Linked DNA regions of Danio rerio: region 2 is linked to region 1. Evidence: chromatin contacts called from public HiChIP or PLAC-seq data. All regions are on one chromosome and are shown on one strand. Each heading gives the region's core, a stretch centred on a gene start, on an enhancer-like site or on the middle of the called end of the contact. The rest is flanking DNA. Distances are from core to core; before and after follow the strand shown.

What was found. HiChIP or PLAC-seq counts read pairs in DNA pulled down with a chosen protein or histone mark.
Region 2: a contact with region 1 is called in an H3K4me3 HiChIP or PLAC-seq map of pancreas, with 5 times the contacts expected there. The contact joins the promoter of ap1b1 here to the promoter of osbp2b in region 1. A contact is called at or near these places in 2 of 4 datasets of contacts at active chromatin or transcription factors (gastrula embryo and pancreas).

Annotation. Positions count from the first base shown.
Region 1 is chr5:25,365,021-25,371,523 of GRCz12tu, reverse strand. It overlaps osbp2b (oxysterol binding protein 2b), which reads left to right and starts at 1,414. Exons shown (of 14, transcript NM_001122748.1): 1 at 1,414-1,721. The coding sequence starts at 1,414.
Region 2 is chr5:25,468,305-25,474,643 of GRCz12tu, reverse strand. It overlaps ap1b1 (adaptor related protein complex 1 subunit beta 1), which reads left to right and starts at 3,929. Exons shown (of 22, transcript NM_001128530.1): 1 at 3,929-3,984. gas2l1 (growth arrest-specific 2 like 1) reads left to right here. Exons shown (of 5, transcript XM_695912.10): 5 at 1-397.

The DNA.
Region 1 (6,503 bases), core at 165-2,664:
GAGCTTATCTATGCAGAGCTGCGGCCCTCCAGGAATTGAGTTTGAGACCCTTGCCTTATTAGATTAAATATTTGTGAAAATCTCAGGATTTTACAATGTGTAATATTATTTTTTTTAGCACAAGCTATTCATTATTGTTTTGAGGGTACTATTGTAATAACAATGACCATTTAACTTTTTAAAAAATTACTTGAGATTAAATGTAATGGTCAAACTTTACAATAAGGTTCCATTAGTTGATGTTTATAAACTAACATGAACAAACTGACAAACAATAACAATCAAGAACATCTATTACAGTTGGCTATTTATTCTTTTGTTGATGTCAGTTAATGAAAATAAAGTTGGTCATTGTTAACTCTCAGTGCATTAACTAATTGTAACAAGCTAAATTTTGGAATTCAATAATGCATTAGCAAATGTTGGACTACGATTAACAATAGCTGTAAAAGTTTGTTCATCCTTAGATCTAGTAAATAAAACTTTAGCTAATGAAGCCTTATTGTAAAGTGTACATATAGGTTACAATATTCTCCAGACTGATGGTTTTACTTCTTAAAAGCAAAATGTATCACCAGAAGCCACATTTTTTTGACACTCAGCTACCAGTAGCCATTGACTTACTTTTCTTTGACTTTTCAGCAAAAATAAATAAACAAACGTATTTCAACTTCTGCTAAAACAATAAACCAACTAACATATTGTAAGGCCAGAGAATAAATTGTCAGCTCATAGCTATTAAAGAAATAGTTTATCGAAAAATCTAAATTCTGTCATTATCCACTCACCATTTGCTTGTTCCAAACCTGTTTGACTTTCTTCACTTGAAGACAATAGAAGATATTTTGAAGAAATATGGAAACCTGTAACCATTGATTTTCAGAGTACTTGTTTTTCCAACAGAAAACAGTTAGTTTTCCAGTTTACAGTTTGTAGCTTTCTTCAAAATATCTCCTTTTGTGTTCAACAGAACTAAAAAATATATATACAGTTATAAGGGTTTGCATCCACTTAAAAATGAGTAAAATTTAATTTGGGGTGAACTATCCCTTTAAAATTTCAAATGTGTTTGAGTAAACTCTTTACGTAAATGTAAATAAAACGAATCATAGACAAAGGCGTCAATTACATCAAGTCCTATAAATACACTAAATTAGTTGAACACATGTTTTGTATAACTCAACAGGCCTACTGCACGAGTACTATGATGTGACGGACTGAACGGTGATTTCTGCTGTGGCGCCTGTGGTCGTCGCTCCAGCTCTCTCTCGGTCCTCTCGCTGCTCTTCATCTCTCTGTCATCATCGGGGAGAGAAAGTGCGCTGTTTCACTCTATCTCTATCTCTCTGCCCCATACCATCCTTCTCGTCCTCCTCAGCAGCCCGTCCATCTCAGCGCATCGGCGGCGAGTTTATGGGGAGAGTGGCCGCTCCCTGCAATAACGGCCCCGGCAGGATCGTGTCCTTTCTCACCGCAGTCCCGTGTTTATCCTGCAAACAGCAGCAGCAGCGGCGGCAGCAACACCATCAGTCTGCGGCAGTGGAGCGGGGCAGGAGGAGGATGAGCGAGCAGGGCAAGAGTGCCGCGTCCACGCCGGCGAGCGGGACACCAGCCCCGGGCTCGGACACCTACAAAGGCTGGCTCTTTAAATGGACTAACTACATCAAGGGTTACCAGCGCAGATGGTTCGTGCTCAGCAATGGACTGCTGTCCTATTACAGGTAACGGTAAAACACGCGCGCGGTCCTTAATATTATGAACATGTGTTAATGTAACTCATTTATTTGGAGAATGTAATATATGAATATACCATAGGCTATATTAAGTAATGTATGGTTTTCTATGGACGAATAGTGTAAACATCTGTCATGTCAATACAGGTCATGAGAGCTGTCAAACACACATGCGGACACTTCTAGTGCACAACATGAGTGTGGACAGATGCGAATCATTATTTACCTCACTTTAAGAGCAAGTGTTTCTTTTAAACCACGTTTTTAAAATGCTATTATGAGCGGATAAACGCATGTCTTACTCATTCAATGTTAGCGTTGTTTTTATTAGCGCGTCGGCTAGCGCTCGTGCTAACATCTATACTGTCATACAACAGCGATACTCTGTGACGCTTACGAGAGAGTCGTTTCACTTTAATATCTGACAGGCGACTTTTGCGTGTGTATGTGGGCGTGTCTTACAAATTTAGGGCTAATCATATTTCTGGCTTAATGTTATGGCGAACTTGGTCATTATTAATTGATACCGGTCAGTTTTCAGCCGCTGGCCAGCTACAGATGTGTTAGCCAGCGTTAGCTTTTAGCCAACGTACACGCAACAATCCAGAACATCCCTTGTAAACATTTGTCATGGTACGCAGTTTTCCTGAAAACATAACAGAACAAATGTCATACATTTGATATCAGCTTCCTATATATGTATATATATATATATATATATATATATATATATATATATATATATATATATATATATATATATATATATATATATATATAAATATAAACTAATTCAATTCAATACAATTCCTGACAGTGCCTTAAAGCTGGATTTTAGTGAGTCACATTAATGTAATATATTTTTATGTTTATATGAACACATTTGTTGGAAAATTACACTCAGATCTTTTTTCTCTTTGTGACAGCATCTCAAATGACGGCTTGAGATACCTGATGATGTGAAGCCTCTATGTATGCAGTGATACAGTATCTGTTTAAAATTTAAACCTTCTTCACATGTGTCACCTGTGAGCTCTGCCAGTAACACCTGTTGTTCAGTGGTATTCGTGTTTCATCTCTCCCCATGTGTCAGGAAGACAGGTAGATCAGATGAGGTGACCGTCGCAAACAATTGCTTCATTACAGTTTTCAGGCCTCATGTTAGAAGCATTTAATGATCGAGCCGAGCAGAAATATTGCTCAGTGGAATGTGTAAGTGATTGCTCATTAAGTGGCTCAGTTGATGAAAATCACAGAGAAATAATTATTAGAATATCTGAGCTGTACAGATTAGACGTTTCATATTGCTGGTGATTCTGCAGTTTCTGAGATGTTGCGTAATGTGACCTTGAGGTTACTGAACTTTCTGGCAGACTGCATAGCTGCATATCAAGCATGTTGAAAACATCGCACACTTACATTGTTTCCAGCGAGTCTGTGTTGGAATTTCTCATGGTAGAAAGAGGGGGAAATGGACTTCCTGGAAAAAGTGTTGGAGAAATGTAATGCTCATTATCACAACTCTACAACATGAATGTAATCTTACTCTACAGTTCTAGCATCACAAAATACAAACACCTGTTCTGTTTGTTTGTTTGCTGGACCAGTGTGCGAATCATATATTGATGATCAGGGGGGGTCAACTGTTAGTTTGTGTAATGCTTCAGTCATTTATGTATTTACTTTTAATTACATCTAGTTTGTTAATTAAATTTATTTAAGTGTAAAGCAATTTGAGAAATATTTAGTGTATTCTGATTTACAGTATTCTCTAATTAGCTATTTCAGAGAATTACTTTAGGTTAAACTACAAACTTTTCCAGAGATGGGTTGCGGCTGGAAGGGCATCCGCTGTGTAAAAACTTGCTGGATAAGTTGGCGGTTCACTCCGCTGTGGCGACCCCAGATTAATAAAGGGACTAAGCCGACAAGAAAATGAATGAATGAATGAATGAATGAACAAACTATGAGTCTAATTTGATTTTATTTTCAGGCTAATTGTAGATACAAACACCTATTATAGGAGAAAAAAAGTCTTGCGAACATGATGTCAATCTGTGCTTTAGATCTGCCACTTGCAGACTTTTTCTTCGAGTAGACCAATTGGCACAATTGTGCATTAACAATGGTTTGAACTTCAAATGTATTCTATGTAATCTATTTATGTAATCTATAAATGTAATCTATTTATAATCTATTTCAAATGTATATTAATATTATCTATTATTTACAGATTTTTACAGATCAAAGTGAAATATTTCTGATTATTAGAGAACTGACCCCCCCCATCCCCCCCCCCCCCCCCCCCCCCCCCCCAAGGGCGATGCAGTGGCGCAGCAGGTAGTGCTGTCACCTCACAGCAAGAAGGTTGCTGGATCGAGCCTCGGCTGGGTCAGTTGGCGTTTCTGTGTAGAGTTTGCTTGTTCTCCCTGCGTTTGCGTGGGTTTTACCTGGGTGCTTCGGTTTCCCCCACAGCCCAAAGACATGTGGTACAGGTGAATTGGGTAGGCTAAATTGTCCAAAGTGTATGAGTGTGTGTGTGGATGTTTCCCAGAGATGGGTTGCGGTTGGAAGGGTATTTGCTGCGTAAAACATGCTGAATAAGTTGGTTGTTCATTCCGCTGGGGTCACTCCAGATTAATAAAGGGGCTAAGCTGAAAAGAAAATGAATAAATAAATGAATGCCAACCCCCTCAATATATCTTGTTTTGACCGCCTTCTGGGGCGATCAAGCATTACTTAGGAGTGGGTCAAACCCTTCAACCCCCCTTTATCTACTATTTTTGCACATGCAAAAATAAAGCAGAAAGAAACCATTGCATTTTTTTTAATTCTGCTTTAAAGCTCTTTTAACTAAACTTATTTGTTGTCAAATATTGTACAGTATACTGAAGCAGCACTTGCCAAAAAGTTTTCTCAAAGTGATTGAGTTTTTTTCCCCCAGAAAGAATATGCCGACTTCAAGTTCAGCTACAATGTGCTCTGAGCCTTTTTTATCACTCCAGACTTCAAGCTGGAAAATAACATGTAAGAAATTTAATCTGAACAAAGACTGTGTAAGAAGTAATGAATAATAACTACTTCGGAATTCAAAGTGATGTAAATTATTCACTCCTATCACTCGTTTATACATGGGATAAATGTGAGGCAAACCATGAACATTAGAATAGACTTGCTTTCTGCTCTTTGATCAATATACATAATATTATACTAAACCAGAAAACATGTATGTTGATAATAACTTTACTTTCATCTGTTTCTTTATGTAGCACAGAATTTAATAGCACAAGTGATAATGAATCATTTTTTATGATGTTGAGTTCAGTTTTACAGTAGTGCCCAAAAGTGAGTGTTTGATTTGCTCAAAATCAGCTTTCATTTACCCTAAAACATGAATGAATTATTTTTAAGTTTGGGAAAAGTAATGGTATTTAACTGACAAAATCATTTGGTGAAAAACAAACTGATTATCACAGAAAACTGTTTACATACTATTTTAATATGTAAAAAAGCTTATAAAAACAAAAAGTTCACTGGTGAAAATAATACATTGACAATAATCAGATATAATCACTTATATTATCAGAGTGTCTGCAGGGTCTTAAATTGTCCCTGCAGACATAGGACGTCAACATGACATCATATGAAGTCATACTCCAACATTGTGGGTATGTCAACTTAAAATCAGCCTAAATTCAACAAAATATTAATGTCTAATCATGTTACTCCTTGACGTTGTGTGGATGTCACCACTGACATCTATCAGACGTTGGATTTTGGTCACTTTCCAACACAAATTAAAAAAATCAACCAAATGTTATTGTAATTTGATGTCATTATTGGACATCAAAATATTGTTGTCCTTAGACACTGGGTAGACCAGGGGTCAGCAACCCGCGGCTCTAGAGCCACATGCGGCTCTTTAGCGATGCCCTTGTGGCTCCCTGAAGTTTTTTCAAAAATGTTCAAAAAGATGGGGAAGGTTAGTATATATTTTTGTTTTAATATGATTTCTATTGGAGGACAAACATTTTTAACGTTTTCCAATGCTGTAAAAGTGTGTAGAATTAATATTTAATTTCAACATTTCTGTCAACGAAGATTTGCGTCATAGCCTGCGACACAGGTTTCTATCAGCAGGGCGGGATGCCAGGCAGGTGGCTGTTGTAAATAAACCGGGAGATAATAAAGCATGGAAAACCGTTCACAGATGGTGACTACATAAAGGAGTCATTCATCAACATATTAGAACACCTATTTGCAGACTTCAAAAACAAAACCAAGATAATACAAAAAATTAAAGATATACCTCTCTCCGCTAAGACAGTGAAGGAAAGGGCTATTAAAATGGCAGGTAACATCACCGATCAGCAAACCAAGGACATTAATTCAGTGCCAGCATACTCAATTGCCTGTAATGTGACCGATATTCAATTCGCTTTAATGCATGAACTCTGATGGGCCGCAAGAAGAAATGATCAAATTAATATCACTGAAAGACCAGAGGCTGTGCTGAAGTGTTTAAATGACAACGAAATAAACACCAACCACCTGATTTCAGTGGCTATTTAATCATGAAGGCTCATTATGTATTTGTAGCCAACTTAGTCATTTTTATAGTAGGCTAATATAGCTACTATAGATACAGCATGTGTTTCCTTTATTATAAGGCTTATATAAGGCTTTACATTTTTTGCGGCTCCAAACATATTTGTTTTTTGTTTTTTTTTGGTCTAATATGGCTCTTTCAACATTTTGGGTTGCCGACCC
Region 2 (6,339 bases), core at 2,680-5,179, 100 kb before region 1:
ATGGATGGGTTCTCTGTTTCTTTATCATTATTGGTGTCAGGATTGTGTAGATTCACGTTTTATTTACTTGAGCAAACCCATCTGCGTTAGGAGAATATGATGTTCAGATGTGATCTACAAAATGCATGTTGAATCTATAGTCATGCTCTGGTTTCATGAAAAGGTTGTTGGATGGTTTTAAATCTGAATGTTGGTGGTTTTACTTTTCACGTCTATTTTTTTATTTTTTTTGGCTGATTGTTTTTTTTTTTAATGTTGACAATGAAATGTAAGGTCTTGACATTGTGGAATTTGTCTGTGTTGAATAGCAATATTGCAAGACCAACATTCCACTGTTCTTTGAAAACCAATTGCTGTTAATTTAATTCTTGTAATTAAAATGTTTTGGATGAAACCATTTGTATTGTGCTTGACTTCATTTTTTGTGTGTCGAATTGGGGAAGAAAATATGATGGCTGTAATAATTTATTATAATAATATTTATTGTAAATAGGTTGTATTATGCTAATACCATGATCATTTAGAGAACATTTTATAATTGGAAAAAAACATTAATTCATTCATTTTCCTTCGGCTTTGTCTTTTATTCATCAGAGGTCGCCACAGTAGATTGAACCGCCTTATCCAGCACTTGTTTTACAAAACAGATGCCCTTCCAGCTGGTACCCAGTACTGGAAAACATCCATACACACTCATTTACACATACACACACACTCACACACACACACACTACAGCCAATTTAGTTTATTCAATTCACCTATACTGCATCTTTAGACTTGTGGGCAAACCGGAGCACCTGGATCAAACCCACACGAACACAGAGAGAACATGCAAATTCCTCACAGAAATGTCAACTGACCTTCTTACTGTGAGTCGAAAGTGCTAACCACTGAGCCACCATGTCGCTCTTGGAAGAAAACATGTTGAAACAAAACTGAAATATGAATTTGAAAATGTATATCCATTTAATTCTGATTATGTTTTAATCTTGGCTCCTTGAATTCACTAAAACATATGACTCTGATCATTCAGTCATTTATTTTCTTTTCGGAGAATTTTTTTTTGTTTTTATCACTACTACTATGTGATTTGTTTTCATATTTAATGTAAACATCACAAGTGCTTTGTCAATACATATGTAACATTTGTCATGCTAATACAGCAAGTTTGAATTGAATTAAGAGAGAGGGACGTTTACTAAACTTTCATCCAGGCCTAAATACATTTTGAAAGAATCTAATACAAATAACTTGTGTAAGTTAGTAATATTGTGATTGGTAAATCACAATTTACAGGAATCATAATATAAATATAAACATTTACCAATAACATTCATTCATTTTCTTTTCGGCTTTATCCCTTTATTAATCCGGGCGCAGTAGGTAGTGCTGTCGCCTCACAGCAAGAAGGTCGCTGGGTCGCTGGTTCGAACCTCGGCTCAGTTGGCGTTTCTGTGTGGTGTTTGCATGTTCTTCCTGCCTTCCCGTGGGTTTTCTTCCGGGTGCTCCGGTTTCCCCAGTCCAAAGACAGGTGGTACAGGTGAATTGAGTAGGCTAAATTGTCCGTAGTGTATGAGAGTGTGTGTGAATGTGTGTGTGTGGATGTTCCCCAGAGATGGGTTGCGTCTGAAGGGGGAATCTACTGCGTAAAAACTTGCTGGATTAGTTGGTGGTTCATTCCGCTGTGACGACCCTGGATTAATAAAGGGACTAAGCCGACAAGAAAATGAACGACTGAATGCCCTTCCAGTCGCCTGCAACCCATCTCTGGGAAACATCTACACACACACATTCACACTCATACACTACAGACAATTTAGCATTTTGATGCAGGGAGAACATGCAAACTCCACACAGAAATGCCAACTGAATCAGCCGAGGCTCAACCCAGCGACCTTTTTGCTGAGGCGACAGCACTACCTACTGCGCCACTGCGTCACCCATTTACCAAGAACAATATTATAAAAATACAAGAAGAAACCGTTCGTTTTCAGTTATACAGCACAATGCACTATTTTGAAACACCAAATATTTGAAACACCAAAATACCAAATAAGCTGTCAAGATCATCTATACAGCCTACTTATAATAATTTAAATCAACCAAGATTCTTTCTTGTAGCCTACCTAAAAACTTTTCATTATTTTTATCCGAGTTTAGCCTTTCCTATTACAAAATGAAACATTTGCCAATGTAATCTTCTCTTGTTAACATATTTTAAACCAGGAATAAACAAACCAGGAATAAACAAATAAACTGTGGAAAACGTTTCACCACATTTTAAAAGAAAATATTACATAAGAACCAAAATAAAGGCTTTAACCTATTACAATTAGCAAATGCTGACAAAGAGAGATTTGAGCTGAAGAGAGAGAGCATCAGCAGAGAGTCAGCTGGTGGACAAAACTTGTCAGAATGATTATGAATCATTTAAATGAATGTCAGCATGCACTGGGGTGGATTGCTACAGAGTGTGACGCAGCTGGGATGAGAATCAGCACCTCCAAGTCTGAGGCCATGGTGCTCCACCGGAAAAAGGTGGTTTGCCATCTCCAGATTGGAGGACAGTCCTTACCCCAGGTGGAGGAGTTCAAGCATCTTGGGGTTTTGTTCAAGGGTGAGGGAAGGATGGAACGTGAGATTGACAGGCGGATTGGTGCAGCGGCAGCAGTAATGCGGTCAGTGTATCGGTCTGATGTGGTAAAGAAGGAGCTGAGCCGAAAGGCAAAGCTCTTGATTTACCAGTCAATCTACGTTCCTACTCTCACCTATATGGTTATGAGCTGTGGGTCATGACCTAAAGGACAAGATCTCAGATACAAGTGGCCGAAATGAGTTTCCTTCGCAAGGTGGCAGGGCGCACCCTTATAGATAGGGTGAGTAGCTCTGACACTTGGGAGGAGCTCGGAGTAGAGCCGCTGCTCCTCCACATCGAGAGAGGACAGCTGAGGGGGCTCGGGCATTTGTTTCGGATGCCTACTGAATGCCTACCTATAGGGAGGTGTTCTAGGCTTGTCCCACCTGGAGGAGACCCAGGGAAAGACCCAGGACATGCTTGAGGGAATATGTCTCTCGGCTGGCCTAGGAACGCCTCAGGATTCCCCAGGAGGAGCTGGAGGAAGTGTCTGGGGAGAGCGAAGCCTGGGGTTCTGTTCTAAGACAGAGGTAAAGTTGGTGTTATATTCACATTTGTTTATTTAGAACTCCCTATATTGTTTACCATGTTACTTTGAATATTCGATCGGAATTAGCATGCAAGTATGACTTGAAAACAACATTAACACTGTTTATTTGACTGTGAACAATGATGAACTTTGATAGTCATTGGCTGCTAATTTGATTTCGCTGTTTAGAGTTTGCAAATAATACTAAATATAATTAAAAATATTGAATGATTAAATGAATGTAGGGCTACAGTTGTTTATTGTATTTTATCTTGTTTTATTGTAATACTGTTTTTCCCTCTTTCATTATCTTTTTAATCCTAATATTATTTTTATGTGTTTTTTATGTATTTATCAAATTATTCTCCTGTATATATATATATATATATATATATATATATATATATATATATATATATATATATATATATATATATATATATATATGCATGCTTTATTTAAAATAATTACTTTACAATTTTTTTAATTCTTCATGTAATCTGCAATGCTTTATCAATACTTGACAAGTCATGCCAATGAAGCTCTTTTGAATTGAACTGAATTAAAAACAACAGGTTTACATTTGCAGCCATTCTGTAATGATTAATACGTACATTAAAACAAAGCTAACGGCATACCAATCGGTAGTTTGCAGTATCTTATACCTGTAGATAGTCGTGCATTTAACAGAGTGTGTAATATGAGCTGAAAACTCCTCAATGAAAACGGAAGACGGAAGTGTGAATCATATGATGACAAAACATGTAAGGTGGGAGGGAAGGAAGAAGGCCGACTTGTACACACTCACTCTTCACTTCGGTAAGCAGCGTTTCTGTGTTTAACTGAGGTACTGTGACTCGTCTCCGTTTATGTGTGGCTTTGGCGTTGAGGGCTTGGACAGCAATACAGTCCGCGAGATTAAAGGCTTAACAGTGCGCTCTCATAAGCCCTGATTAAGAAGGTCATGAAGCTTTAGCTCTGGAGCCGTTAGCATTCGGCTAGCAGACCCGTCGAGCATCTACATCTCCGCGAGCAGGTTCATTCATCGGACAAAAATGGAGTGGGCAAGTCAGCTTTGTGTGAGTTGAGGTCCATTTCGCTCGTGTAGTTAGACGAAGGGGTCGTAGACAGTTTAGGCTTTCGAAATTGGTTTGAAAATGGCGTAATAAACGTGTTTTGCTGGTTAGCTCTGGCTTCACCTGCAGCGAAGCGGTTGTGGTTTGTGTGACTGTCACCTGCTGCATCACAGTTGTGCCACGTACATTTTAACCAGTTTGATGTTACGGTTTAAAGATCCCAGCTTTTATGATGTTTCTGGTGGTTTAGTTTGTGCTTGACAGCTTTCTGACAGTTGACAGTTACTTTATCTGCACTGCTCCTGATAGGACGCCGCCTCACACGTTGAGAGAGAGATTATCAATTATTGTCAACCGGATGGAATGGCTGGAGTATTTATGGATATATACATATGTGTGTTTTTAAACTCTTTGCTATGTGCTTTACATTTGAGTCCAACTATTGATTATACAACCTTTTGGCTTGAAGGGATAGTTCACCCTAAAATGGATATTTACTCACTATTCACTCACCCTCAAGTGGTTCCAAATTTGTATGAGTTTCTTTTTTCTGTTGAACACAAAAGAAGATATTTTGAAGAATGTTATAAGCTGGTAACCATTGACTTCCATTGTAGGAAAAACAAATACTATGGATTCAAGTTAATGGTTTACAAAACATACTTCAAAATATCTTGATGACAGAATTTTCAGTTTGGGGTGAACTATCCCTTTAATGTTAGTTTTCAGTGCTAGGCATTCCTACATATTTGCAGATGGCTCTTTAGCCATCAGTTGTTGTAAAGTTCACGTTTTTGTTAATAAATCTGTGGTCTTCATAGAATGTTGCAGCCATTCCAAATTTCATTTAAAACAGCATTTGTTCGTTTTGAAAGTTCAGAAGAACAGTTATTTATTTATTTGTTATAGAAACATTTTATCTTGACTGCTTTTCCAAAACTGTTGTACCTAGTTTTACTGCTAACGTTACTTTTAATCAGTTTAATGCTGAATATGCAATAACTGATAAAATGTTGAATTTCTAATAATAATTTCTGCAGAAACTTTTGTTCATGGCATCTTTTTTTAAATATGTGTTTAGACGGTGTAGTGAATTTTGTATGTTTTAGTAATCAAATACCACAGCAGCTCTTGATTAATAATGTATGCATGCTAAGAGTTTAGTGTACTGACAGTGCTGCCTTTAAGCTTGTTGCACACTGTATGATTTATAATAGTGCTTTTACATTGTTGCTCATCCTATATCTTCTCGTCTTGCTAAGCAGTTTCAGTTTTCATTAATGGCATTATGGAGTACTGTCAACACTTGTTAAAAATGTACACATGCAAGAAGGCTCATCTGGAGTTTTACAGCAGTCCTTGATGCATTCAGTTACAGTGCTCTGCGTTCTCATGCAGAATTTAAGTGGCACTTAGCAAACTCAAACAACCTCTGGGATTATCTTTAATAATAGCTTGTCTTGAACAGAAATATGAGGGGGGAAATCAAGATAGGTGGTCCAACAATGAATCAATTTTAACTTTCTTCAAGAAAAAAATATTTAGTTTTTAGTTATCCAAAATTAGAAAATTCTGTTATTAATTTTTCACCCTCAACATGTTTCAATAGACTGAGAAAAATATTTAATGTTCTAAACACAATTTAGGATATTTTAGATGAAATCCTAGAGCTGTCTTTTCCCCTATAGACAGCAACAGTTTTGAGATGTTCAAAATCTAGAAAATGAACTGAGCAATTCCATACTGATGTCAATCTTACCATGAAAAAAATTTTTCACCAATATACAGAAACCGTTTTTACATTTTTGTGCAACCATTTTACATTACTTAAAAATACTCAAAAATGTCTGTCATTGTTTTCAAACTATTATATTTGATTTACCAAAGTCACAAAATTGCAATTTCACTTCTGTCACATCCATAATGAAGCTTCCCCTTATAAATGCAAAAATGTCAAATAAAATAAAAGCAATCATTTTGTTCTATATAAAGCAAACTCTTATCCTTTTGATTAGCATTGTTTCTTTTGGGTTGTGCAGTTTAATTTACAGGTTTTCTACAAAGTATGTTGTATACTGTAAACTTGCTAACTTTTTTG